2 separate regions of the Sus scrofa genome follow, and region 2 is linked to region 1. A link is a contact called in public HiChIP or PLAC-seq data. All regions are on one chromosome and are shown on one strand. Each heading gives the region's core, a stretch centred on a gene start, on an enhancer-like site or on the middle of the called end of the contact. The rest is flanking DNA. Distances are from core to core; before and after follow the strand shown.

Evidence for each region. HiChIP or PLAC-seq counts read pairs in DNA pulled down with a chosen protein or histone mark.
Region 2: a contact with region 1 is called in an H3K27ac HiChIP or PLAC-seq map of skeletal muscle, with 11 times the contacts expected there. The contact joins the promoter of GALNT15 here to the enhancer-like site in region 1. A contact is called at or near these places in 8 of 47 Hi-C or Micro-C datasets (embryonic fibroblasts, epiblast stem cells, fetal skeletal muscle and 5 more) and 1 of 2 datasets of contacts at active chromatin or transcription factors (skeletal muscle).

The regions. Positions count from the first base shown.
Region 1 is chr13:2,878,539-2,885,985 of Sscrofa11.1, reverse strand. It overlaps BTD (biotinidase), which reads right to left. Exons shown (of 4, transcript XM_013981377.2): 2 at 3,052-3,283. The coding sequence starts at 3,273. Among named protein-coding and RNA genes, the nearest start is that of HACL1, 41 kb to the right of the region's middle. Within about 2 kb of position 5,320, at least 27 of the 83 cell types and tissues checked have an H3K27ac peak or open chromatin away from gene starts, as enhancers often do. A contact at or near this core is called in mesenteric adipose tissue, omental adipose tissue, retroperitoneal adipose tissue and 1 more, where this site is marked.
Region 2 is chr13:3,328,278-3,335,163 of Sscrofa11.1, reverse strand. GALNT15 (polypeptide N-acetylgalactosaminyltransferase 15) reads right to left here and starts at 5,075. Exons shown (of 10, transcript NM_001206447.1): 1 at 4,016-5,075. The coding sequence starts at 4,542.

The sequences.
Region 1 (7,447 bases), core at 4,071-6,570:
CATATGGAGGTTCCTAGGCTAGGGGTCTAATCGGAGCTGTAGCTGCTGGCCTACACCACAGCCACAGCAATGCCGGATCTGTGCCACGTCTGCGACCTGCACCACAGCACATGGCAACGCCGGATCCTTAACCCACTGAGCGCAGCCAGGGATCGAACCTGCATCCTCGTGGATACTAGTCAGATTCCTTTCTGCTGAGCCACGATGGGAACTCCCTCAAATTCTCTTTGAACCAGCTCTACCATCTTACTGGTTCCTTCATTAATTAATAAGTTAAATAAAAGCTTTCGCATGCACATTCTCTACTTGTGTGAGAGTCACATTTTTAACTTTTTGAAAGTTATATTTGGACAAATATTTTCATTTATGAAAAAACTCTGAGAGCAGTGGATGGTTTCTTAGGAACAATAACTGTTATGCGTAATTAGATTAATATTAATATTAAATTGCATTTCCCAAATATCTGCCAGGAATGAGGAATCAAACCTGAGCCAGGGCAGAACTTGGGTCTGATGTGATTACCCGTGTGTTCTAGGAAGTCATTTGTATCCCTGATACAAGGCTTGAACGATTTTCAGATAGACCTTAGTGAGGTAAAAAATTCCTGGGGAATTAGGGCTGCCAACCCAGGTGATCGCCCAGCCTCACATCTCTAAGCCTGACTCCTTTTCTTCCCTGTAAATGCCTCTATCAAAAGAGAATTGTTTTGGAGTTCCCACTGTGGCTCGGTGGAAACGAATCCAACTAGTATCCATGAAGATTAGGGTTCGACCCCTGGCCTCCCTTAGTGGGTCGGGGATCTGGCATTGCTGTGCGCTGTGGTGTAGGCTGCAGACATGGTTCAGATCCTGAGTTGCTATGGCTGGTGCATAGGCCCGAAGCCACAGTTCCGATTCAACCCCTAGCCTGGGGACATTCCATATGCCGCATGTGTGGCCCTAAGAAGCAAAAAAAAAAAAAAAAAAAAGAGAGAGAGAGAGAGAGAATGGCTTTAATTGGCCTGCTTAGGAATCTCTGCCTTTTAGAGCAAGTTTGATAAAAAAAACTGACACATGCTTGGCATCAACCTGTCTTAGAGGTTGCTTTAACACATAACCACATAAGGGAACCCTAAAAATGACCAGATCAACAGCTTCATCCCTGCTCCTGGACCACAAACAGAAAAGGAATGATGCCTGCAGCCAGCTTGGGTTCAAGAAAAACATCTGTTTCACCTGGAGCAAGTGATGAAAATGCAAGGGTACACTGCAGTAAATCTCTGGGCTGCAGTATGGCAACTTCCAAGTGTGTTAACATGGTCTTAGGGACAGGATGGGGAAGAAGAGGGGGTGACATTTCAGCACCGTCCAAGCAAACGCCTCTGCAGAGAGAAGGGATCTTTGACAGGAGGATGTCCGTGGACATGGCCAGGGATGTTTTTACACTGACATCAGCGCAGACACAAATGAGGTGTGGATGGGAGGTGTGGATGGCGGAAAGATAACTGATCGTGTGATGTCAGTCAAGAGCCCCAAATGGCCCAGCAGGCTGGAATGATGAAATTTCACAGCATAAAGGTGAAGCTTTGCTCTTGGGTTAAATTAATTGACCTTACAAGTACAGGCCAGCCACGGCAGCACGTGTGCCCATGTGAAGAGGGGTCAGAAACTTTGGTTGACAGCAAGCGCCTTATGAATCCACAGTGAGATGTGGCTGCCAAGAGCTTGCTTTGGGGGGACAACACCTGGAATGAAAATGGTGGCAGGTCTCCTCCGCCCTGCCCTCCCTGGAACTGTGAGCAGCTCAGGGCTTGGCCATGACCCAGACGTCTTAGGCGGCAGGGCTGGAGCCGTGTTCCTCTCCCCGGAGATGCAGTCCGGAAGAGCTCTGGGGCCATGACAGCCATCCTCAGATTCGGGAAGAGAGCACGGATCTGAGGGATTCGGTCTGTTCTGTTCTGCTTGGGGAGGATAGGGCAATGGGTGGCAGTTACAGGGAGGCTGATTGCTGCTCATGGAAAGGAAGTCCTTTCCAGAAGTTCCCACCGTCCTCAAGTGGACAGTGACTCCTAGGTCACTGGAGGTGTCCAGAGAATAAAAGAGGAGCATCCCCCATCAGAAGTTGGAGCAGGCCTTCGAGGGCCCTTCTGATAACTGTGTTACATATACATATACTACAGGCTAGATTTTAAGTGTACGGTGGACCTGGCTGTCCAGGCAGTCCTGGCCACCTTGATTGAAGACAGAGTGTTGGCAGGACCTCTTGGCATGACCAGTCTGCCCTCTGAACTCACATATGTGGGGCTCTTCTGCTTGTACATAGTCCGCCTCCTGTGCAGGCGAGGCATGGCTTCCTTAAGCAGCGCAGGGCTGCCCCCACCCCCAGGGTTAAAGGCCAGAGGTCTCTCCCACAGACCATTTTCCTACAGTAAATTCTGGTGCCCACACCTCCCCACCATTCCTGGCAGGAGTAGGGATGTGGCCACGCAGGAAGCCTTTGTAAAGGCTATGCCTTGGCCCTCTGTCCACTGGGCTTGGTTCTGTCTGGACTGAGTTCTCAGGCTGTTCAGGCACAAGGACCAAAAGAGCCCCACGGAACTGGGAGGCAGCCACCAGCCACCCTGGGGCCATTTACCACTTGGAGAGCTTGAGAGGCCATTGTGCCTGGTGGCCTTCAAATTTTCTGCCCCTTTGAATGCATTGGGGAGTCTTAAAAAAATCCAGCCTGTACCCCAGCCGACTCTGCCGGCCTAGGAGCTGGGCACCCACTTTTGTTTACAGGCAGCCAAGCACTCCCTTGGCCCAGCCATGTGTGAGAACCCAAGGTCTGGCCCTGGGCTTCCCAGACTGGAGGAGAAGCATCACCTGGAGATCCTGCTAAAATGTAGATTCTGACTCAGCAGGTCCAGGGTCGGGAGGGGCTCCTGATGCTAATGGGCCTTGGACCACCCTCTAGCAAATGGGACTCATTCAACTCAGCTTTACCCCTGGAGCCCATTTCCCAGGGAGCTGCAGGGCCCACCGGCCAAGGGCTGATGAGCAGTGGACACGAGGCCCCAGGAGCACAGCTTGCCTTTTGAGCTGCGATCATCACTTGCTGTTCATAGATGTCAAGGTTCTGGTTCATGAGCTCCAAGGCCTGTGTGCGGCTGATGAGGGACAGCGGGTCCAGGCTGAGGATGGACCGGTGCTCATACACAGCAGCCACGTACTGGGCATCTTCAGCCTGGACCCCCAAGGCTGCCACGCTGCAGACACACAGGAAGAGGGCGAGCTGACGACTGGCTCCGGACATGATCAGGAATCTAGAATGTAACGAGGCAAGGAGAAGACAGCTGAGTCACGGGTCCTGCCAAGATTTCAACTTTCACAGCTGTGATTTATTAATCCCGGCAATTAAACTCACCCGCTGTGATGCTCAAAGGTTTGTTTCATGTTCCTAATAAGAGGCTATGTGTTTCTCTCCAAACACGTAGCGAGTTAGCTTTTAAAATGCCTCACTGTGTTAATGGTCTGGTTTTAGAACATTTCAAAACAGACCCGGTGTTTGCCACAATGTTCTTCCCCAGCAGGATGGCAGTCACTCTTCTAGCTGTGCGCCTCGGATTTGGGCAAAAGTAACTATTCTCATTATTTTACATAATTCGGTGACATAGTCCACAGCCCACCACCTGCCCTCCATACGCACAAACAATCCACAGCTATGACAGCTGTGATAACAATACAGCTCAGCTATCCTAGCCACAAAAACCTGATGGATCACTAGCCTTTGGTTAGTAATGAATATAAAGGGCAAACCTCCCTTTACACAGCACGACATTCTTTTTGGGGAGTCGGGGGAGCATGCCCGTGGCATGTGGAAGTTTCCCAGCCAGGGACTGAACCTGCACCACAGCAGTGATAACGTTGTGTCCTTAACCCACTAAGCCACCAGGTTATTCCAACATTCTTTAATCTGGTGCAGAGAAACTGCTGACCTCTACTTAAATGCCATTTTATGGACAGTCAAAAGAAGTCTTCCCATTAAAACATGACTTTTCCCCACTCCAAGACTCTTGGACTCTCTTGGACTCCAAGACTCTTGGGAAAAACAAGCATACTAGTTTGGAAATAAAATCCTCTTGCAGGATCCTGTTGTGGCTCAGCAGGTTAAGAATCTGATGGGTATCCATGAAGATGCGGGTTCGATCTCTGCCCTCACTCAGTCGATTAAGGATCTGGCATTGCTATGGCTGTGGTACAGCCCAGCAGCTATAGCTAGGATTTGACTCCTATCCTGGGAACTTCCAACTGCCACAGGTTTTGGCACTAAAAAGCAAAATAAAATAAAAATCCTTTTTCAGTAACCAAATGCAATCTTCTAGAAAGTAAACTCAGCTTTGCAGCTCCTACCATAAAAGATTTGAAGCAAATCATACCTCTGACAGTGACACTTCTGTGTGCCTTTTTCCACCCCCCCAGAATAGGAATTTTAATTTCTAATAGTTCTGTGTACTAGGTGTTTTAGAGTGAAGAGTCCAGTTCCGCCTTGAAAATCAGCCTGGCCTCCTGGCTGAAGCCCCTCCCCTGGCACACAGACTTCCCAGGTGGTGTGCCACGGTCAGGCCCCCTGCTCTGAGGCCAAGCGCCCAGGCTGACTAGCCGCCCTGGGAATCCAAACAAACATCAAGACAACAGAGACAAATTGAGGAACCATTTTCTCTTTAAAGAGAAAATGACACCCTGGCCAAGTCTACTCAGAACCCATGTTTGCATTTGAAAACTAGACTCTCCAAGCCACTGCACATTGCTTTTTCTCTCAAAAGTTCCAGGAACAAAAGCAACCATAATTATTTTCAGCAACAGACCACGGAACTGGAGTGCTCCATCAGAATCCTGGCAAACTCAGACTTCTCAGCATGATCAGCGTGCCCCGGCACCCCAGCCCTGCCCCATCTCAAACTGTTACTTCCTCCCCCAGGGAATAAACGTACCATCCAAATACCAGAGCCCAGGACAGGCTGCCATCCATCCGGGACACTGTGAACTGTGTTTGAAGATGAAAACAAGGGGCCTTTGAGTGAGCAGTCATGAGATTTTGAGTAGAAACAAAAGTAGAATTGATAAGCTTTCTTATCTGAATTTTGCCGCTGAAGAACAGCAAGGAATAATTTTTAAAGTCTCAAAATCTGTTTTCCACTTCATCTCTGGTTTCAGAATAATGATAATGGGGGTGGTGTGAGGGGGGAGACTTTTATCTTCAGTCATATTCACAGTATTTCTAAAGCATAAGGCTGTGGCCTCATTAAGGGATGGAGGGGGTGGGGGTGGAGGGAGCCCACGAACCAGGGCACGGTTGGGGGGGGTCAGGGGTCCTGGAGCCAGGAGTGGCATTGACACTGTCCTCCCTTTTCAGCTCAGAGCTGCACGGTACCGATTTGGGGACAGAGAACGTTTGTTTAAATCTCAGGGACTTGCAATCCAGCAAAACAAGGACATTGTGGGACCGGCAATATAGCACCTTTCTTTCTACTTTGAGAAAATACGTTTAGATTATTTACAAAAGGAGCCTGGTAGGAGAGCTGTGAGGGGCCATCATTTCTGCCTGAACAGAGGCAGGTCAGGAAGAAAAGGCTATGCGGATTCTTGCCAGTATTCACGTGAGAGAGAAGCCAGCCTGGTAAGGGAGGAGAGGATGAGTCATGATGATGAAAATAGGCACAGGAGTGTGCCCTCGCTGAAGAGTGGTGAAACCGCAGACGTTTTAACCAAATTGCAAACTCTGGTCTTCCCTCTTTATGTGGCACCACGCAGCAGCCGCAGGAAGGACCGAGCAAGGCCAGGGGCTTAGAGGGGCCTGGGCGCAGGCTGGAAAGTGGCCTGGTGCCGGCTCGGGACCAAGTGCAAGGGGGCTTGGGGGGCTCCCCAGGAATAATGGCCCCGGAAGTCATGAGGGTTTTGGGGATCCAGCAACTGATCCACCTGCAGCGCTGGCCAGGGCCTGGCCCATAAACAGAATGGTGGCTGGAGGTGTGTGTGCAGCCTGGAAAACGTGGCTACGAACATCCTTCCACCACAGGGCATCTGACACAAGGCTAAACTCCAGGAAGGCCCCACTGAGGTGACAGTGTGCTTCCACACTTTGCTTCATGCCCTCCACCAAGACGGGGGCTGGGAGGCGCTCACTGGGACATGCATGTGACACGTGCCAGGGCTCCACCTGGTGTGGGTGTTAGGGACCCAGCCGGGAAGGCACCCAGCCCTTCCCAGCGGACCCCTCCCCCATGTATGGGGAGACTGACACAGTCAAACACAAACAGCCCCCTGCTTAGGACGCTTTGACTTCATGATGGCTCAGAAGCCACATGCATTCAGTAGAAACCGTACCCAGAAGTTAGTATATGGACCTTTCTTGGGTGAGCGACGTGCAGTGCAACCCCATCTCTGATGCTGGGCAGGGCAGCCATGGCCTCCAGACACAAGGGTGAACAACCAACACACTGACCACCATTTGGGCCCACATCCCATCCTCTTTTCCCCTCTAAGTACAGACCTCCAGAAATTCCATGAGATAGTCAACCCTTTGTGGGGTTTTGGGGGGAGAGGGGATTTTTTTTTTGGCGTGCCTGAAGCATGTGGAAGTTCCTGGACCAGAGACCGAACCTGTGCCACGGCAGTGACAACACTAGATCCTTAACCCATTGAGCCACCAGGGAACTCCTCGACCCTTGTTGCAAAACAGGCCTTGTGTTAGAGGGTTCTGCCCCACTCACTTCAGGCTGATGGGAATGTTCTGAGGCCATGTAAGGTGGGCCTGGCTGAACTGGGATGTTTGGTAGCCTCGGTGTAGTAAATGCATTTTGAACTATGGTATTTCCAACGTACGGTGGGTTTGTTGGGATATTAACCCCATCATGAACTCAGGAAGTTCTGTACCTGGTATGTCAGATGGCAGTAAGTACTAGGAAGAGATAGAGATGGGGGAGGGTGCAGGTATCTGTGAGGAGGCCCTGGATACCTGGGGGATGAGGGTTCCGGGCAGAGGACTGCTCGGTCAAAAGGCCCAAGTGAGAGCTTTCGGGGATTCAAGAAACAGCAAGGACAGCAGTGCGCTGGAGCCCAGGGACCAGGAAAGGCTGAAGAAATTCGAAGTCAGAGGGAAAGAACGGCCCCACCCTCCTCCAGTCCCATCTCTTTGGAGCAGCCTTTGAGATCTGGTGAAAGCCTGAGTCAATCCAGACGCTCCCCTGCTCAGAATCACCCAGTGACTCCCCAGGGCCTGCAGAGTGAGGGAACGGACAGGAATGATGCTGAAATCAGCGGTGGGGTGGGGAGAGCACTGCTGATCTTTTTTTGGAGGAGGTGGGGCATGCCTGAGGCACGTGGAAGTTCTCAGGCCAGGGATCAAACCACCCCACAGCAATGGCCTGAGCCACAGCAGTGACAAGTCCTATCCTTAACCTGCTGAGTCACCAGGGAACTCCTAGCAT
Region 2 (6,886 bases), core at 3,826-6,325, 450 kb before region 1:
CCAGATAATTCCAATGTGCCTCCTAGTTTGTGATGCTTGAGCAGCCCGAGGGGGCAGGAAACAACTCATGGATCAGAGAAAGGACAATGACGTCATGTGCACTGCCCACCTCAACCTTCCTCTCTCTTTCCAACTCACCCTCAGGTCCTATACTCGAGAACACGTTAAGAGCATCTTCTGTTTGGATTTGAACACTGGGGGGATCGGCAGACATTTCGTCTTCTTTTATCTGCAGCTTTCTGCAAAGGTGTTATCGTTGCCATTTTACAGTTGGGGAAACTGAGGCTCAGTGAGGTTGAGTGATTGCACAAGATCACACAGGAAGGGGTGGAGTCAGAATTCAACTCGGGGTCCACTGCTCTACGGGTATATGATTTAGTCATAGTTGCAGGCATACAAACCAGGGAAACACAGGTCAAACAGGAAATACAAGTTGGCACAAGCAGGGAGCATACAGCCAGCTATGGCTTCACTGACATTTGTGCTTAAGTACAAAACCCTGCGCCATGAAGGGACTATGTTCCTTTCTGCCTCTATTTTTCAATCCCAGAACTACCTCCTCCATGGAAACTTCCAGAGCCCCACTACCTCTCCACTCACCATCTCTACCAGTTGTTCCCCAAATTGTTTAGCTTCAGCTTTTAAAAAGTCAGATTGCTGGGCTCCAATTCAGAACTACAGAGTATCTAGTGATGGGGTCGGAAACAAGCACATGCAGGAATCTGATATGCACATACTTTGAGGAAACAGTGATGTAGCCCCTTGTTGCTCAAACATGAGGTCTGTGGACCAGCAGTGCTGGTACCAGCTGGGAGCCTGATAGAAATGTGGCATCTTGGGCTGCACCCCTGGCTAACTACATCATACTCTGCATTTTCACAAGATGCCTAGCAGATTTGCATTCACGATGAAATTTGAGAAGCATGCTCTCTGCAAACAGGCATAGAGAGTGTCTTCAGACCAGCACTATCAGCATCACCCAGAAACTTGGAGAAATCAATCCTTGGGCCCCACCCAAGACCTTCTGAGTCAGAAAGGAGAGGAGTGGAGACCAGGACTCCGCGTTTTAATGAGAGCTCTAGGCGTAGTGATGCACACTCAAGCCTGAGAGTCACTGCTGGGATGGACAGACAGACAGACATAGAGATCACAAAGCACTTTCTCAATCGGAAGCCTCTTTGCTCCTAGCCCTCCGTCTCCCTACACCATATGCCAGGATGATGGAGAGATGGCCAGGAAGAGCACCGAAAGCTGCCAATGACACTAGAGGCTGAATGGGCAAGGCTTGTTCCTCTCCACACTCCTTTTTGACAGCAGCTTTGAAGGGCTGAGTCAATCCTAGTCCTCGGCTCTATCCTGCTCTTCTCTTTAATCCATCTACATGTTTATCCCCTCCACTCAGCACCACCAGAAATGTCCTGACACCCTGGAAGGAGGGCTGGGGGTGTTTTTGCATTACTTTTCACAGAATCTCTTGTGCATCCTGGAGCAGTGCCAGGAAAGGGCAATGCTGGTGCCTGCTGCGTTCTTGGAAGGGGGTTCCTGGGGTCCAGGGCTGGGCAACACAGGATGCAGTGACAGACTTTGGCCAGCAGAGGGAGCCGCATACCTCCATACAGAGCCAAGCTGGGGGCGGGGAGACCAACTGGCCCCGTTTACCTGGACCAAGGGGTTTCCAGCCAGGAACTGAGCTGAGTTGGTCACCCCGGCTGGGAGAGGCACCTACCAATGTGGTGCGCACATACACACACCTGCACACGTGCACATCACACACACAACAAATATACCCACATATGCGCTTCGTGCCACAAGCATAACACAGCATACTTGTAAATGTACTCATATACCACAACACACATGCAGCACACTCACACGATGCACGTGTGCAACGCACACCAAATACATGTGCACATGGGTCGCACAAACATGCCAAAGAAGCTGTACATCACAACACACACACATGCACACAAGCACAGTATGGGGTGCACATCACACCACGTGCACAACGCACATAATACACCCATGCACTTCACACCACTCACAAAATGCATGGATAAGACACCATACACACAAGCACATATACACATGCAGCACAGTCGCAGTCTGCATGCACACATGTGCCACCAAAAAAAAAACAAAAACAAAAGCAGGCAACCCAGGCACCACATCACAACACACAGGCATTATGCCACGTACACAACACATACGATACATGCACAAGCCATGCAATCTCAATGCACACATACATGAATATTAACACATCGAGGACACACATGCACATGTGACAACACACCACACAACCAGCACCACAGCATACCTAGGCACCAGGCACACTAATACACTACACACAACACATATGCACAGCATCCACTGAATACAAGCACAATACAAAGCACCCATGGCTTATGCAATTCACACACATGCATGCATACACACATACATTCACAGCTTTGGGAGCCAGAGACTTTCTGATGGAGGCAGTGTTTCCAATTGGCAAGACATTCTTGCTCTAGGCCAATGAAAAGATGTATCAAAAGAATTGGAAAATGATCTATTCATTCATTCAGCAATCATTTTTTTACCGCCAGTTGAGATGATGGGTTCACTGTAGGTCAAGGGAAGCAGGCACAGAATAAACCAACACAACAATGACCATTTAGCCTCAGTCGTAGTGAGTATTATGAATTAAGGCTGTGGAGAGCACAAAACTGCAATGGGGTGGGCCTGGCTGGCTCTGGGAGTTTCCTGAAAAGAGCTGTTTCAGCCAAGACCTGGAGTTGGAACAGCAGGGCTGTGACCACAGTACACAGTCTAAGGAGGCTACCCCTTCCTGTGACTGCCTCTCCATATCCCTGACAAAGAGGGGCTGAGTGACTAGGCTCAGAGGGACCCCACCAGGGACCTGAGGGATATGTGGTCCTGCTCCCAACTGCTGTTCTAGCCTGATCCTCCCACCCAGAGGGGTGGAGGGTGGGTTTGCTTTCCAGGAACTCTTTGGCTCTGGGAAGAGCAGTGCTTTTAAGGGAGGGACCTAGACCACCCAACTATCTGGCTGCCTTGTCCCTGGAGGCTGGTGCCTAGACCTCTCTTCTGGGCCAGCCATGGTGATGATGGGGAAGGCAGGGGGTTTCCAGGATGAGCCCACCATTTTCCTGGGCACAGCCTGCAGGTCATCATACTTCCCAGCTTGCCTTCTGGGGGTAGGGCCACTCTGCCAGGTCAGGCTGCATCAGCTCGGTATTCTAGCTCCTGGGTCCTGGAACAGTCCCCTTAGTCTAGTGGAGGTCATAGAGGGGGTCATAAAGGAGGGGGTTCAGGCAGATTGGAGTGAATGCTTACTTCGGTACCTACTAGCTGTGTGACTATGGGCAAGTCACTTGGCCTCTCTGTGCCTTATTTTCATACCTATAAGATAGGCATAATGATAGTGCTAGCACCATCCTGCAGAGCTGTAAGGACTTATGAGTTAATACATGAAAAGTTCTTTGATTAAAGCCAGGTACACGGCAAGAGCCACATAACTGTTAGCTGTGACTATTCTTTTCATCCGAAAACAAAAACAAACAAACAAACAAACAAAAAAAAGCACAACCTTCAAAAGATCAACATATGCTGGAGTCAGTATTACAACTAGAAGTGTCTTGGAGAACATCCCCTCCCAGCCCCCTCTACATTACAGAGATAAAGCAATTTGACGTGACAATCCAGAGACAGAAGGACTAGAACCCAGGACGGGTAAGAGAGGGGACAAGGAGGGGCTCCTCCTTTCTGTCTCTGGGACAGTGGTTTTCATCAATCAGCAGGGCTGGTTAGAGACAGATCGCTGGACCCCACCCAGGATTTCTGCCTCAGCATCTCTAACAAGTCCCCAAGCGATGCCGCGGCTGCTGGTCCAGGGACCACACCTGGGGAAGCGCTGCCCTGAGACAATGGAGTCAGAGTTCTGCAAGGCTTCAGCCGGACTTTGCCGGCTGCTCTCCAGCACCGAAAAAGAGGAAGCAAGGGCCTTACTTACAGCGGATGCCGTACCTCAGGCAGCGCCCTCTGCAGGGGGATGCGGGCACTGAGCGCCTCCTCCAGGCCTCGTAGGGTCAGCTCCTCTTCAGATGCCTCCCCATCCTCCTCCTCAGCCCCCCAGTCCCTCTCCCGGACCTCCTCGTCCTGCCTCCTGCTCGGCTGCTTGATGAGCCTGTAGCTGCCACCTCTCCTGCCCTGGCTCTGGTTCCTTCTGGCCCTGTGCGAGGCCACGGCCACCAAGAGCTGATCCTCCCTCAGGGAGATAAAGGGTGGCAGGCCCTCCAGGGGGCCGTACTCTTGGTCCTCATCCTCGGACTCCAGCACCCACTCCTGAGATTCCCCAAAGTTCAGGCGGTACCCGGCTTCGGGGCTGCGTTCGGCGACCTGGGCCGTGACAACCGGGGGCCGGGCGTGCGGGGGAGGGTGCAGCACCTCCAGCATCAGCAGCGTGCATCCCAGCATCAGGAGGAGCAGCAGGAACTGCAGTCTGCAGGGTCCGTGCCTGCCTCGCTTCCTTACGAACATGTTGCTGGAACTTGCCAAATGCAACAAGTCATGTTCAAGTTCACTTTCGCCTCCTGCTCCAGGTTCCTTCAAGCTGGCAGCAGAACCTGGCTTCCTGGGTCTACCTGGAAGTTTGTTTGTTTGTTTTTGCCAGTCACTTAATCTGCTCCTTCTCCCGTCCCGACTGACATCTGCCGGCAGCGTAAGACCGGCTTCCACTTACAACCAGAAAGCCGAGAAAGCCGCGGACTCAATCCCACCACAAATGCTCTCTGAGCAAATGTCAATTGCCTTCCGAAAGACCATTCACAGGGACTTCAAATTGAACTGTTTGCCCCCCTTTGATGCCCCTTTCCTTTTGGGGGGAAAAATAATGATTTCATTTTGCTCAGGGGTCTAGTCCCACGTGTTTCGTTTTCCCCCTTGTATGCGTGGTCAGGTGGCTATAAGATGTATGAGGGGAGCTGATGGGTCCTCAGTCCCGCAGAGCTGACAGCTGTCCTCCTTTGGACCCTTCAAGTCAGGTCGGTTCAACAGATGTGGAGCCGGCAAGTAGCGCCTGATTTCCTTTCACACAGAGCTCCTCATACAGCCGGCTGCGAGGCTCTGCCAGACGCGGGCGGGCGTGCGCTCGCCTCGCTCCCGGTCCTAATGCCCTCCCTGTTCCTAGGCTTTGCGCAACCCCAGGAAGGCGACTACGGGGAAAACAAACGCCGTCACTGCTAGGACCAAACCCAACAGGAGCATCCGAGGAGTTCTGATTTGAATCTATTCCACAGCGAGGCTTCTTTCCCCACCCAAAAGGGCAGGAAAGAGTATCCCCTCCTGATTTCAGAAAGGCAGTACGGGTAGTGGAAATTCAGGTAGCTGGTTGGCTCTTTGCATGCTCAGCCTCCCAAGCTGCTGGCTGGGGTTCCCCTTTCTTCCCTCCCCACCCCCCACCCCGGTCCTCACCCTTCTGAAAAGGAGGGGTGCTTGGGGAAACGCTCTTGCAACAAGCCCCTCCTACCCACAGGAGCATCCGAATGCCAGCTCTGTACCGGCCTCTGAGCCAATGGGGGGAGGGGCGGGGGACGACAGAAGAGGAGGGGCCCTCTCCTTCGACTGTAAACTTCCTTCATTCAACCGAGAAATATTAATGCGCGGCCGCTATGTGTTAAATCTATCCTGGGCAGGGGGAGTTCCCGGCGTGGCGTAGGGAAACAAATCTGACTAGGAACCACGAGGTTACGGGTTCGATCCCTGGCCTCGCGGGTGGGTTGAGGATCTGGAGTTGCCGTGAGCTGTGGTGTGGGTCAAAGACGCAGCTCAGCTGGGATCCTGTGTTGCTGTGCCTGTGGTGTAGGCCATCGGCTACAGCTCCGATTGGACCCCTAGCCTGGGAACTTCCACATGCCATAGATGTGGTCCTAAAAAGCAAAAAGAAAGAAAAGAAAGAAATTATAAAAATAAATAAATAAAATATACAGTGGGGACAGATGGTGATAAAAGCTAAGGAGGAAAATAAAGCAGGGAAGGAAGCTGGGGAGCTTGGGTTAGGGGTTGACAGTTGACACTGTGAGCAAGTGTTCCCAGAAGCATTTGTGTAAGGAAGACAAGCAGTACAGTATGGAGAGAACTGGGGACAGAGAGGACAGCAAGTACAAATGTCCTGAGGTGAGATTTTTGCCTGGCCTTTTGCGGGCCTGCAGAGGGCCAGTGTGGCTGGAACAGAGTGGGAACAGTAGGAGTGAAACAAGAACAGTAAGAGGGGGGAGTGACGGGGGACCTTGCAGGGCATTTTAGGGATTCTGGCTTTTCCTCTGAGTCAGGTGGAAGCCCTTGGAGTGTTGTAAGCACACAACAGACACAATCGACTTGGATTTTAACTGGATCACTCTGGCTTCTGTGTTGAGATTAGACCGTGGGGGAGAACAGGGCAGAAGCAGGGAGGCCCATGGGGCGGGTGAGACATGGTAAGGACATCATGGGAGGTGGGCAGGAGCACTCAGCCTCTGATGGATTTTAAGGAAGAACCTATAGGATTTGTTAGGAATTGACACCCAGAGTGAGAGAGAGATGAGTCAAGGAAGATTACAAGGTTGTGGTCTAAGCAGTAGGAAGAGCTGAGCTGCCAGCAACGAAGATGGGGAAAGCAGGGAGCAGGGGCAAAACAGAAGCTCAGTCGGGGCATGCCCTGTTGGAGATGGCGTTTGGGCAGCCAAGGGGAAGGGAAGGGTGGGCAGCTGGACATACGGATACATGGGGGTATATGATAGCTGGGGGTCAGGGGTAGGTCTGGCCTGAAGATGTAAAGTCGGATGCAGTGGCACATAGATAGTGTTTGAAGATCCCAGAGGGAGTGATGTGGACAGGAGAAGGGAAG